Linked DNA regions of Mus musculus: region 2 is linked to region 1. The links are chromatin contacts, called in public promoter capture Hi-C maps. All regions are on one chromosome and are shown on one strand. The core of a region is the stretch at or near the end of the contact, and the rest is flanking DNA. Distances in the headings are between cores, read along the strand shown. Region 1 holds the start of Mthfd1l (methylenetetrahydrofolate dehydrogenase (NADP+ dependent) 1-like). Region 2 holds the start of Tbpl1 (TATA box binding protein-like 1).

Region 1 (5,510 bases), core at 2,693-5,192:
CATCAGTAACTTTGTGAAAGAATGCAAGCACGGACAAACAGATCTTCAGGCAGGGTAGAACATTTGAGAGAGATTAACAGATATGAGGTCAAAGGTCAGGTGGCAGATGTAAAGTCTGAGGGGAAATGAGGGCCACTTCAGGGCTTTCTGTAGGCTCACCAGTGAGCAGTCTCTGATACTAAGGTTACTCTCCCAAACAATCTAGGTGGCTTGTAGGTAACACAGGCCCAATGCACCCCCTTCTGAAGTTAGGAAAATGTCAACTGATTTTACCTTAAAATCATCAACTTGTCAATTAAGCATATTCTGGGATGTATATCCTTGGCTCCTTCCATTACCCTACATAACTAAACTAACTCAGGACGTTTGTTGTGCAATGCATTTGAAGGCTCTTGTGCAGGAGCTCAATGTTCCCTTGTAGATAAACGGACTCCGTGACAGCACATCTCGTCTTCTGATACCCTACGATGCTCTGCACCAGCTCTGCACAGAACGGGGCAATATGTACTGGATTGATGAGTTTTAATGATTGACTAACCAGAGTTCAAAACTCACAGAAGCCCAAAGCAGGAGATAGTAGTTAAATCAGGAGCATGTGGAGACAAGTATGGATAACAAATAATTAGCTTTTAGAAGCTCATATCTGCGCTGGAGTGATGACCCAGTGGTGACAAGCAGTTGTTGCTCTTGCGGAGGGCCTGGGTTTGTATCCTAGCACCCATATGGCAGTTCACAACTGTCTATAACTCCAATCCCAGGAGTTCTGGCACCCTCTTCTGACCTCCATAGTCACCAGGCACACATGTGGTATACATACATACATGCATGCAAAACAATCATACACATAACATAAATCTAAGTTTTTTAAAAATTTGTAACAGCATTAGTAATAGTGTCACACTATCATGGGAAGGTGGTGTTTCACGAGTCTTTGCTCTTTCCTGCCTGTTGACTTCTGGAGATGTCTGTTCTGTCGTGCTCTCAGCTAAACATCAGTGTATCAGGATGGTACCTCAAACCATCCCGGGAGTTCCATTTGGATAAAAGCCTTTCCCTTAGTTGCTTCTGGGGATATAAAGGAAGCACAGAGTAACCTATCACATAGATTCAGAAAGAGAAGTCAGGTCGGGGGCGGCGGGGGTGGGGGAGGGGGGATAACAGGAGGCTGGGGGTCAAAAGACATTGTTGCTGCCGGGCAGTGGCGGCACACGCCTTTAACCTCAGCACTTGGGAGGCAGATGCAGGCAGATTTCTGAGTTCGAGGCCAGCCTGGTCTACAGCATGAGTTCCAGGACAGCCAGGGCTACACAGAGAAACCCTGTCTCGAAAAAAAAGACATTATTGCCTACTTGACAATGTAGACCATACCACAGGCAACATCTCCTTTCTAGACTAGAAACAAAGCTTTGTTTCTCAGACAGTGGCTTTATTCATATACAGCACGCAATTGGAAAGGACAGGAAGCAGTCAGACTCACTAATTCCAAAGCCATGTGATTTAGCATAGCACAAAAGAACAGGGCCTTAAGAGTTATCAGAACTTTGGCTTGGTGCAGACACCCAAATGCCTTGTCGGCATAGCAATGTGCGGCTGTCCACAGAGCTCTCAAGGAACCCCAAAAAGAACGGTGTAAGCAAATCCCTTCTTCCATAGATGAGTTACGTTGGAGGCTATGAGCTGCTGGCCCACAGGCTGAATTGGACTTGTACAATGTGTAAAGGAGTTTAAAAATAAAAATCCGAATTTCCAACTTATCTAGGAGAAGGAGAGAAGAGCAGAGGGTGGGCAGGCCCAATTGGTCCTGGATTCTGGAGAGGCAACGTGGTGAGGTGTAAGGAGAAGGTACAAAAGGCGAAGTAGCATCATTAGTGATGGCCACCTGCTCTGACCACCGGAGGAGTCAGTTCCTTTAGGGCCTTGGTTGGCAGCTTGAGCATAGATGTTCTAGATAAGTAATGAAGGATACTCTCTCGAGGGAAGAGGAGTGCCTATCCTGCAAAGCATGAAGAACATGCAGCTCCTTTGAGGGAACTTTGCATCCAAGCCCACCCACTGACAGCTCTGCTCTGCCTGAACTCCTCAGCCATCCATAGGCTGCTAATGTAGGAGATCCAAGAGTCTCCCTGACTGCTAGCGAGTCGCAGGAGGGTTAAACTACTATTCATATTCTGCTTCCTAAAGTCCCCTCTTTGGCCCAGACTCCCTTCTTGAGGGACAGGAGGCTTTACATATTTCTCCACCTGAACTGTCCAAAACTGACGTCATTTCCTCGGACCCCTCGTGCGCTCCTCCAAAGCACCCTCCCTATATGCAATCTTTCTCTGAGACGACTGGGATTCCTCAGTGGCCATTGGGCAACTGTCTTCTCCACTCTTCTCGTATGCACACCCCTCCCCGTCCTGATTGTAGCCAGCATGGTATGTCTACACACAAGCACAGTGACATCGTCCACCCAGCTGTCTGTGGTCTATCTCTCTACCTGCTTGATACTAGCCCTGAACTCACTGCTAAGAAGCATGAAGGGAGTTTACAAGCTCGTAAGTCAGCCTGCCTTGCTTTCCCAGGCTAGAGGTAAGAGCCTTATTATCTATCCCTGCAGGCAGAGTGAGCTTCACATTTCCCACAGCTCTTGTTCCTCTAGACGCACCACAGTCCTGGGAGATGTCGCACAGTATTGAGTTTATTCCACAGATGAGAAATGTTGTGTTTAGGGATCCCCAATCTAAAAGGGACATCTATCAAACCTGCCCTAATAAATGAATGGACATGGCCAGAAGATAGATTCCAATATCCCTTCCATGGGCTCATCTCTAAGGGCTTAAATTCCTCCATGTATAAGCTTCAACTCTTAAAATATGCCTCCATCTCCCAGTAACCAAGAGGGTGACCAGGTTTTTAATATATGGACCTTTGGGACACATATCCAACCTACAGCAGTGAGGAAGGCAGAGGATATCCTGTAAACACTGTCTGACTCAACCTCATCGTAGGCACTTTTCATAGGGAGTAAGTTTCTGTGGCTCCAAGTTCCAACTAGATGTGTGTATTTTTTTTTTTCTTAAACTTTTTACCCTCTTTGGAACCTGCTTGTCCATGCATTTCAAAAACATGGCCCCCGTGTGTCAGTGAGGTGGCTCAACAGGTATAGTCACTTGCTGCCAAACCTATGAAGTTGAGTTCTATCCCTAGAACAATCCTTCTGCCCAGCACCTCAGCACGCCGCTGCTGACCCCAAGATAGAATCAGAGAACTGGTTTCTTCAGGTTGTCCTATCCTTTACTTGCTGCAAGCTCAAGGACACAAGTAAAACTTAAAAAGAGGAAGAGGAGGAGGGCACGTGGAATTGGGCAAGCTCACAGCTCTGCCAGCAAACCAAATGACTTCTCTTGATCGCAGGTTCTCCTGGTTAGAAATCAGACGAATGGCGTTCCATTTCTTACATCTGTTGGGGTTAATAAATATATCTTTCCAGCACACAAGACAGCGTGAGCACTCAAAAAACGGTCTCTGCCTTGCACAAATTCTACCCTACCTCATTTGTGGTCTACAAAGTTACTATGTTATTCCCACTAGCCTTGGAAATTATAAACTTGGAAGACTCAGTCCTAAAACCATTGACGTTAATCTGCTTAAGGCTACAAAACCAGCATTTGCATTGCAAACTCTAAGAACGACATTTAGCCCTAGGCCACCTCCCACGTAATAAACACTTCCTTCTGAAGGTCTAAACTGGACTTAGGACCACTACCTCCTGAGGAAAGTGAGCTGCATTATGAAGACCAAGGGTGGCATCAGGTTTTGAGGCAGAAGGGCTGGCCATACAATCTCAGGGCAAGGGCTCAGCACCACGCTGATGCCCCACCTCCTATGCCTTGACTTTCTGGCAACTCCAACCAAAAGCTTCACGTCCGCTGGCCCCCGCCCTGTTAACGTCACGGCCACTTGGTACAGTGCCCCCTAGGGGCCTCAGTTCCTCCCACGAGGAAGAGTCTAGTCTTTCCTGCTGCTGGCCCTTTACTGTGCCGCTTGGCTCTCTGGTGCCTCCCACGCCAGCCCGGGGAAGAACTTGCAGCCGCATCTCGGCGCCTGGGGATAACCAGTCACCCCGCACTCTGCAGCAGCATGAGCGTCCGCCTCCCTCTCCTGCTTCGCCAGCTCGGCCGCCAGCAGCTGCCCTCGGGCCCGGCGTGTCGCCTCCGTGAGCTGTGTCGCTCAGGCAGCAGAAGCAGCAGCAGCGGAGGTGGTGACCCCGAGGGGTTACGCGGGCGGCGGCTGCAGGATGGCCAAACCTTCAGCAGCCATGGCCCAGGCAATCCGGAAGCCCCCGGGATGGACTCCATCGTCAGGTGAGTGTCCTGTTTGTCTACAGGCAGGTCCCTAGCCAGGGACCCAAGGACCCAATGGCACTCTCGGCCGCTGGGAGACCCGAGGGACCGTTCGTAGGGCGGGAAACAGAGAATGCTTGGTTCCGACTTGCTAGAGACGCCTTGCGATTGGCAGAGAGGGCGTGGGGGCGAAGGGGAACGTCCGGAGTATGGGACCCGGTAGATGAGGGCATCCCCCCCAGCCGGCGCGCGCCTCACGGACCGCACGCCCCGCTCCACGTGCACCGCCCGCCTCCGGCTCTGATGCAACCGCGCCGGGCGTGGCGCCGACAGGAAAAGGGCGGTGCGGCCCTGGGCGGGAGAGAAGCAAGGAGGATGGCCCTACAATCCCGCCACTGCTGATGTCCCACTACTGAAGGAGGGGCGGGCTAAACCCCTTGCGGAAGCCCTCTAGGTCTAGGCGTACGGTCCGCTCCGGAGCATCGCTGCTCAGAGAGCACACAGGTTCCGGTGCAGCAGTATCTGGAAAGTTCATTCTATATCCGGTGGTGATCTGAGCAGAGTCATCTGGTCAGACCCTATAGTGAGTTTGCTAGGCCACTGCTGTGCAGAGGCACCTACCTGCAAAGGGCGGGAAAGCCCTTTTCTGCTTTGATTCCCAACTGGGGCTATGGAAACAAATGAGCAAAAATAATCTGCCCCCAGGGGCTGTCACACATATATCCCGCAACAAGTAGTCATTATTTTTACAATAAACTAAACTAAGCTCTACAAACTTGGTGTAATGAGCATGACAGTAAATACTTAAGGTTCAGTGAACTAAAAAGCAGAATTTAAAATGTTACATGGGTACGTTTGTAATAAGGAAAAACGTTCTCACAGTTTTTTGATAAAATCCAACATTTTATGGACACTGACATTTCAATTTCATGTGGTTTTCACGTGCTATGAAGTATCCTTATTTCTGTTTTTCTACCAGTTGTTTAAAAATGGAAGCTCAGGCTAGGGAGACTGCTCAGTTAAGTACTGAGTAAAAGTACTGGCTGGGGGAAACATGAAGACCTAAGTTCCATCCCCAGTACCCATGTGGGCATGGTGGCATACTCTTGACATCCCAGTCCCTGAGAGGCAGAGAAGGTCAGATCGTGAAGCTCACTGGCCAGCCCACACAGCATAATCCAGACC
Region 2 (5,713 bases), core at 507-3,006, about 19 Mb after region 1:
CAACACAGCACTAGATCATTACAGCTCCTGGCACTCGTTTTGGGAGCACAAACTATACAAGAGGACTGGCAGTAACGGTGACATCCTTTTGCTTAGGAGAAGCAACTGAACCTGTGGTTGACATGTTGTCTATGTGATTATCAATCCTGTTTGCATCATTAATCTTCAACTGTATGAAAAGCCTTGCTCCTACTGACCATAAAAATGTTATCACCGTAGAACGTAACCTTTCCGGACCACAGACATACTTCACTTACTGATGGGAAGTTCAGTTTTGTTTTGTTTTTTGAGACACGTACTATTATACCCCTAAGCAGGCCTTGGACTCACGTTCTCCTGCCTCAGCCTCCCAGAGGCTGGGATCCCAGGCATGTGCCACCACACCCAACCTAATATGGTTTAGCAAAGTATAAAACCAGTGGTCTGTGATGCAAGGCTTTAGAACACAAACTGATGAATATTTCACGGGGCGTATCCAAACCCTAAATAATTCTTTCAATCAGACAGTGCTAAAAGTCACTTCTTGATTTGAACGGACTGCTGTTTTCTCAAACTTGGAAAGAGACTGCAAATTCTAGCCAGAAGATTGAATGCCCTCCTTATTTACATTTCCCTTTTTCAATTACCTAAGGGAATCTGTTATGGCTTCACACACAAGTCGCAATTCTAAGCCATTCTTCTTAACCACAAGTATGCCAAGCTCACACTAGTCACTGCCAGTCTCGCTCTGCAGGTGACAGATGCAGTAAAGCTCACAGATGTGGACTGGCTGCAGCTTGACACTCGGTGCAATGTACACCCTGGCAGAGCCTGCAGATGCACAGCTAGCTCAGCAAAGGGAGTGTTTTCTATTTCAGTCATTTCCCATTTTATATACTTCTAGGACCCGTCCAGACGATTATGAAGCGATTACCGCCCCCCACCTTCCCACCTCTCATCCCTGCTCAACCCTATTCACAATTCATTTCTATCTTCCCGCGTTCCAGATCCTTCTTGCCGAAGCTTAATTCGGCCACTACTATTATTATAGAGTGGGGCTCCCGGCAAGTGCCAGAAGCGAGAGGCGCCGGCGCCGCTATTTAGGGGAGCCTTCGCGCAGCTGCTCCAAGTTTTCCGAGAAGCCACCGACCCCTCGCTTAGTGTCACGGTCCCTCTTTCCCCCGGGAGCGGGCTCCAGAACCCGGTCCATCCCTGCCCGCCTTCCACCGCGAGGCAGGCGCGCCCCACCCCCACCCCGTTATCCCTACTGGGATGCCCGAGCCGCTTGGCCCGTCCTCTCCACTAGCCGGTGGCCCGCGGCGCTCCCGTGCTCGGGTCCCCGCCTCGCACAGCTTCCCCGCAGCCCAACCGGCGCGGAGACGCCCCGCGGCAGCTCCAGGCCCCGCGGGCCCCGCACCCCCATCCCCGGACCGCCGACGGGGTTACCGTGGGAAGACGGGGCGGTCGTAAAGGACACGGCGGCAGCGCTGCTGCTGGTTGCGTCGGACGCGGAGAAGAAGCTGGAGGACAAGGATGAAGATAAAACGGGTCCGCTCCCCAGTCTCCATGGAACTCCCGCCCAGGCCCGTTGCTAGGAGCCCCCCAAGGCTCGAGCTCGGTTTCTCGCTTTGTTGTTCCGGGTACAGGGCGGCCGCCGCTTCCCCCGCGACAATAAATAGACTAGACGCACGGGGGCATAGAGGCGGCACGAGGCGGCTAGAGCGCCGCCGGACCCAGGAGCTCCGGGGATCCCGGCTAGCCACTCACTTCCGGTTCTCGCTGCTCCCCTCTCCGCCCCAACCCCTAGCTCCTTCCGCCTTCCCGAAGCCGCTGGCGAAGTCCTCCTCCTGCCCGCGGGCTGGGCGAGGCGGAAGTGGCCGGAGGGCGCTGGGTACCCGGGCTGCGCTTCCCTGAGCTCGCCCGCCCGGGGTGGATTTGAAGCCCCCGGTTTATTTTCCAGCTCCTCGTTGGCGAGCAGCATGACACAAATGGGCTTTCATTTTCCTGTAAACCAGAACTGTGCCTGGCACCCAACCGCCTGTACCGACGAGCTCAGCTAGCAGCCACTGGGCCCTTAGTCGTGACCCCGGGGTGACGGGGATCCCGGCCTTACTCATCGAGGGCCCCCGGCGGCGTGGCGGGAGCAACAGGGCTAGCAGGACGCTGGCGACGCACACTCGCTGGCTTGAACGGCCGCACCGGGCGGAGTGCGCCCTCGGGATGGCTTGGGCCGTGCTGCCCGAGGAGCGAGGCTCATAACGGCCGGAGCGCAGCCGCCCGCGCGACCCAGCTCTTGCCCTTGTGGGCTCGCTCTGGCCGGTGGTGGAGGCCAGCGGGTTAAAGGTCACGTGAGCCGTTTCCTTAGGTGGCTTGGCCTCTGACTGGAGCCACTTGGCCTTTTGAGAATGACTTAGACTGTCATCACAGGGTTTAGACGTGCACACCTAGTAGGGAAGTTTAAGTATTTGAGGGATAGCCAAGGATGCCTCTTTATCTCTCCTCCCTACTCTTAAAGTGTGAAAACGCGCGCACAACACACACACACACACACACACACACACACAGCGCACTCGAACGTTTTAAAGCCCTGAAGGACAGATTTGCTTCAGTTCTCACTTTTATTTATTTATTTTTTTGAGCAATATTAAATAGGTGTACTTTGTGTGGGATAGGACGAACAAGAAGCTGGGTGAGAAAGTCATGCCTATGGTGACTGATTTTGACAGATTTAGAAGGGATGGCCCTGAGAGGAGAGGAAAAGAGGATGTTGTGGTCTGGCTACACTGGGGCTGGCTACACTGGGGCGTGGAGGTGTTAATAGGAATAGGGCATGGCGAGTATAGCTAGGAGAAAGTGACAAGATAAAGTTGGAGGGGAACGAAGACCCAAACTCATCTGCACCTTGCAGACAGGAGTTTGGATTCTCTCCCAAATGGAGAGCAACGGGGTATGGTTTAAAAAACAACAACAAAAAAAAAAAAAACAAAAAAAAAACAAAAAACAAAAAACCGATAACCAGAAAAAGCTCTATTTTTAGGGGCTACTGCCCTGTTTAGAAGGCAATTTTACAACAATGGCGACTGATTCTAAGGTCTTTGATACTTTCCTTCAGGCAGCCCAGCAGGATACCTGGAAAGTGCCCTCTACTTTGGGCTGCCTTTTGTTATAGCCAAGGAGCCTTCCTTATAGAATTGGATATAGTTGGCTTGCAAGTTCCACTTGCTGTGGTGCTGGTTTTGATTGTTAGCTGATTGGATTATTCTTTCACCCTAGATGATTAGTAAAGTGCACTTTTAAGTGTTCTCTGCGATGATAGCACCTTCAGAGACAACTGGATTGCTCTCAGTAGAGCCATTACAGTATGACAGCATTGTTACATGGAAATGAAAGGTAGGTGAGGCCCGCTGGGAAGAAGTAGGTCATGGGTGTGTCTTTAGCTGACATTGCTTGCCCTGATCCCTGCTTTCCCATTTCTTCCTGGAGGGTGATGGGAACTCTTGCTCCATGAACTACTAGCCATGATGGACTGGTACCTTAAACTAAACATCTTACTAACACTGTAGCACTGACAGCTAAAGAGGCAAGAGTTTTAGTTGACTTCACTGTAAAGTGGCCGTTCTCAACCTTCCTAATGCTGAGACCCTTTAATACAGTTCCTTATGTTGTGGTGACCCCCAACCAAAACATTATTTTCACTGCTATTGCATAACTAGTTTTGCTACTGGTATGAATCTTAATGTAAATATTTTTTCCAAAGAAGTTTGCTAAAGGGGATTAGCCCACAGATTGAGACATGCTACTATTAGTCAAGAACTGATGGACACTGACACCCTATTCATCCCAGACCAGACAGACTAGCGAGCCTCAGTGGTAAGAGTTCTGCAACTGCAAACGTAACATAGAAGCCATGATGGCAATATTGACTGTCAGCTTGGTGAGGATTAGAGTCTCGTAGGAGGCAGATATCTGTGCACAACTGTGAGGTAGTTTCTAGATTGGGTTAACTGAGACGGAACAGAAAAATGTGGGTTGACACCATTCTACACCCTGGCAACCTGGACTGAGCAAAAGGGAGAGAACTGGCTGGGTGCTAGCGATCATCCTTCTCTGCCTCCCGCCTGTGGATGTGATGTGACTAGCTGCCTCATGCTCCTGTCATATGCCTCTCATCATCATAGGGTGTACCCTCAAATGCCTAAACAACCAGCCCAGATAAACCCTACTTTCCTTCCTTTTGTTGGGGTTTTGTTGAGAAGAGTAATTCGTACCCAGGCTAAAATAACTACAAGCTGTTCCAGTTAACAATGAAGTAAGACTGAAATGTAAAGAGACATGGTGAAATTTTTAACAATTTAATATCATAATTTTTATGTATAAAAGCACTTATACACAGTGTCTTAGTAACTTAATAAAACCTACATAAATGTACCCTTTACTACAGACATTTTAAGACAACAGCCAACTGTCACAGTAAGTCTGACTCTAAGAAGTTTAGATCTTCAAATGAGGCTACAGGAATGTGCTGGCTCCTCTGGCCTCCTGTAGTCCTGCAAAAGACAGACTATAGGACAGAAATTATGTCACATCATTAGGTACAGTTATTTCTGCTGAAAGACCCCACCATAAGGCTTAGCAAGCTAGCTGCAGTAACGCCATTTTGCAAGGCATGAAAAAGTACCCGAGCTGGGTTCTCAAAAGTTACAAGGAAGTTCAGTTATAGATTAACAGTTAAAGATCAAGGCTGAATAGCACTGGGACAGGGGCCGAACAGGATATCGGTGATCAAGCACCTGGGCCCCGGCTCAGGGCCAAGAACAGATGGTTCTCAGATAAAGCGGAACCAGCAACAGACACAGAAGCCCCGATAGACGTCAGTGTTAGCAGAACTAGCTTCACTGATTTAGAAAAATAGAGGTGCACAGTGCTCTGGTCACTCCTTGAACCTGTGTGTCTGCCAATGTTCTGACCAGATATGTGCCCATTGCTGAACCTTCATTAGACTCTTTCCTTGTACCCCTCCCCTACCCATTTCTTGAAAATAGACATTGTTTAGATCTAAAAAGTCCCACCTCAGTTTCCCCAAATGACCGGGAAGTACCCCAAACCTTATTCGAACTAACCAACCAGCTCGCTTCTCGCTTCTGTAACCGCGCTTTTTGCTCCCCAGCCCTAGCCCTATAAAAAGGGTAAAAACTCCACACTCGGCGCGCCAGTCCTCCGATAGACTGAGTCGCCCGGGTACCCGTGTTCCCAATAAAGCCTCTTGCTGTTTACATCCGAATCGTGGACTCGCTGATCCTTGGGAGGGTCTCCTCAGATTGATTGACTGCCCACCTGGGGGGGGTCTTTCATTTGGAGGTCCCACCGAGATCAGGAGACCCCTGCCCAGGGACCACCGACCCCCGCCGGGAGGTAAGCTGGCCAGCGGTCGTTTCGTGTCTGTCTCTGTCTCCGTGCGTGTTTGTGCCGGCATCTAATGTTTGCGCCTGCGTCTGTACTAGTTGGCTAACTAGATCTGTATCTGGCGGTTCCGCGGAAGAACTGACGAGTTCGTATTCCCGGCCGCAGCCCCTGGGAGACGTCCCAGCGGCCTCGGGGGCCCGTTTTGTGGCCCATTCTGTATCAGTTAACCTACCCGAGTCGGACTTTTTGGAGCTCCGCCACTGTACGTGGCTTTGTTGGGGGACGAGAGACAGAGACACTTCCCGCCCCCGTCTGGATTTTTGCTTTCGGT

Evidence for each region. Promoter capture Hi-C pulls out the DNA fragments that hold promoters and counts their contacts.
Region 2: a contact with region 1 is called in a promoter capture Hi-C map of pre-B cells, with 4 times the contacts expected there. The contact joins the promoter of Tbpl1 here to the promoter of Mthfd1l in region 1. A contact is called at or near these places in 2 of 39 promoter capture datasets (liver and pre-B cells).

Annotation. Positions count from the first base shown.
Region 1 is chr10:3,969,133-3,974,642 of GRCm38.p6, forward strand. It overlaps Mthfd1l (methylenetetrahydrofolate dehydrogenase (NADP+ dependent) 1-like), which reads left to right and starts at 3,943. Exons shown (of 28, transcript NM_172308.4): 1 at 3,943-4,346. The coding sequence starts at 4,123.
Region 2 is chr10:22,729,691-22,735,403 of GRCm38.p6, forward strand. It overlaps Tbpl1 (TATA box binding protein-like 1), which reads right to left and starts at 1,757. Exons shown (of 7, transcript NM_011603.5): 1 at 1,426-1,757.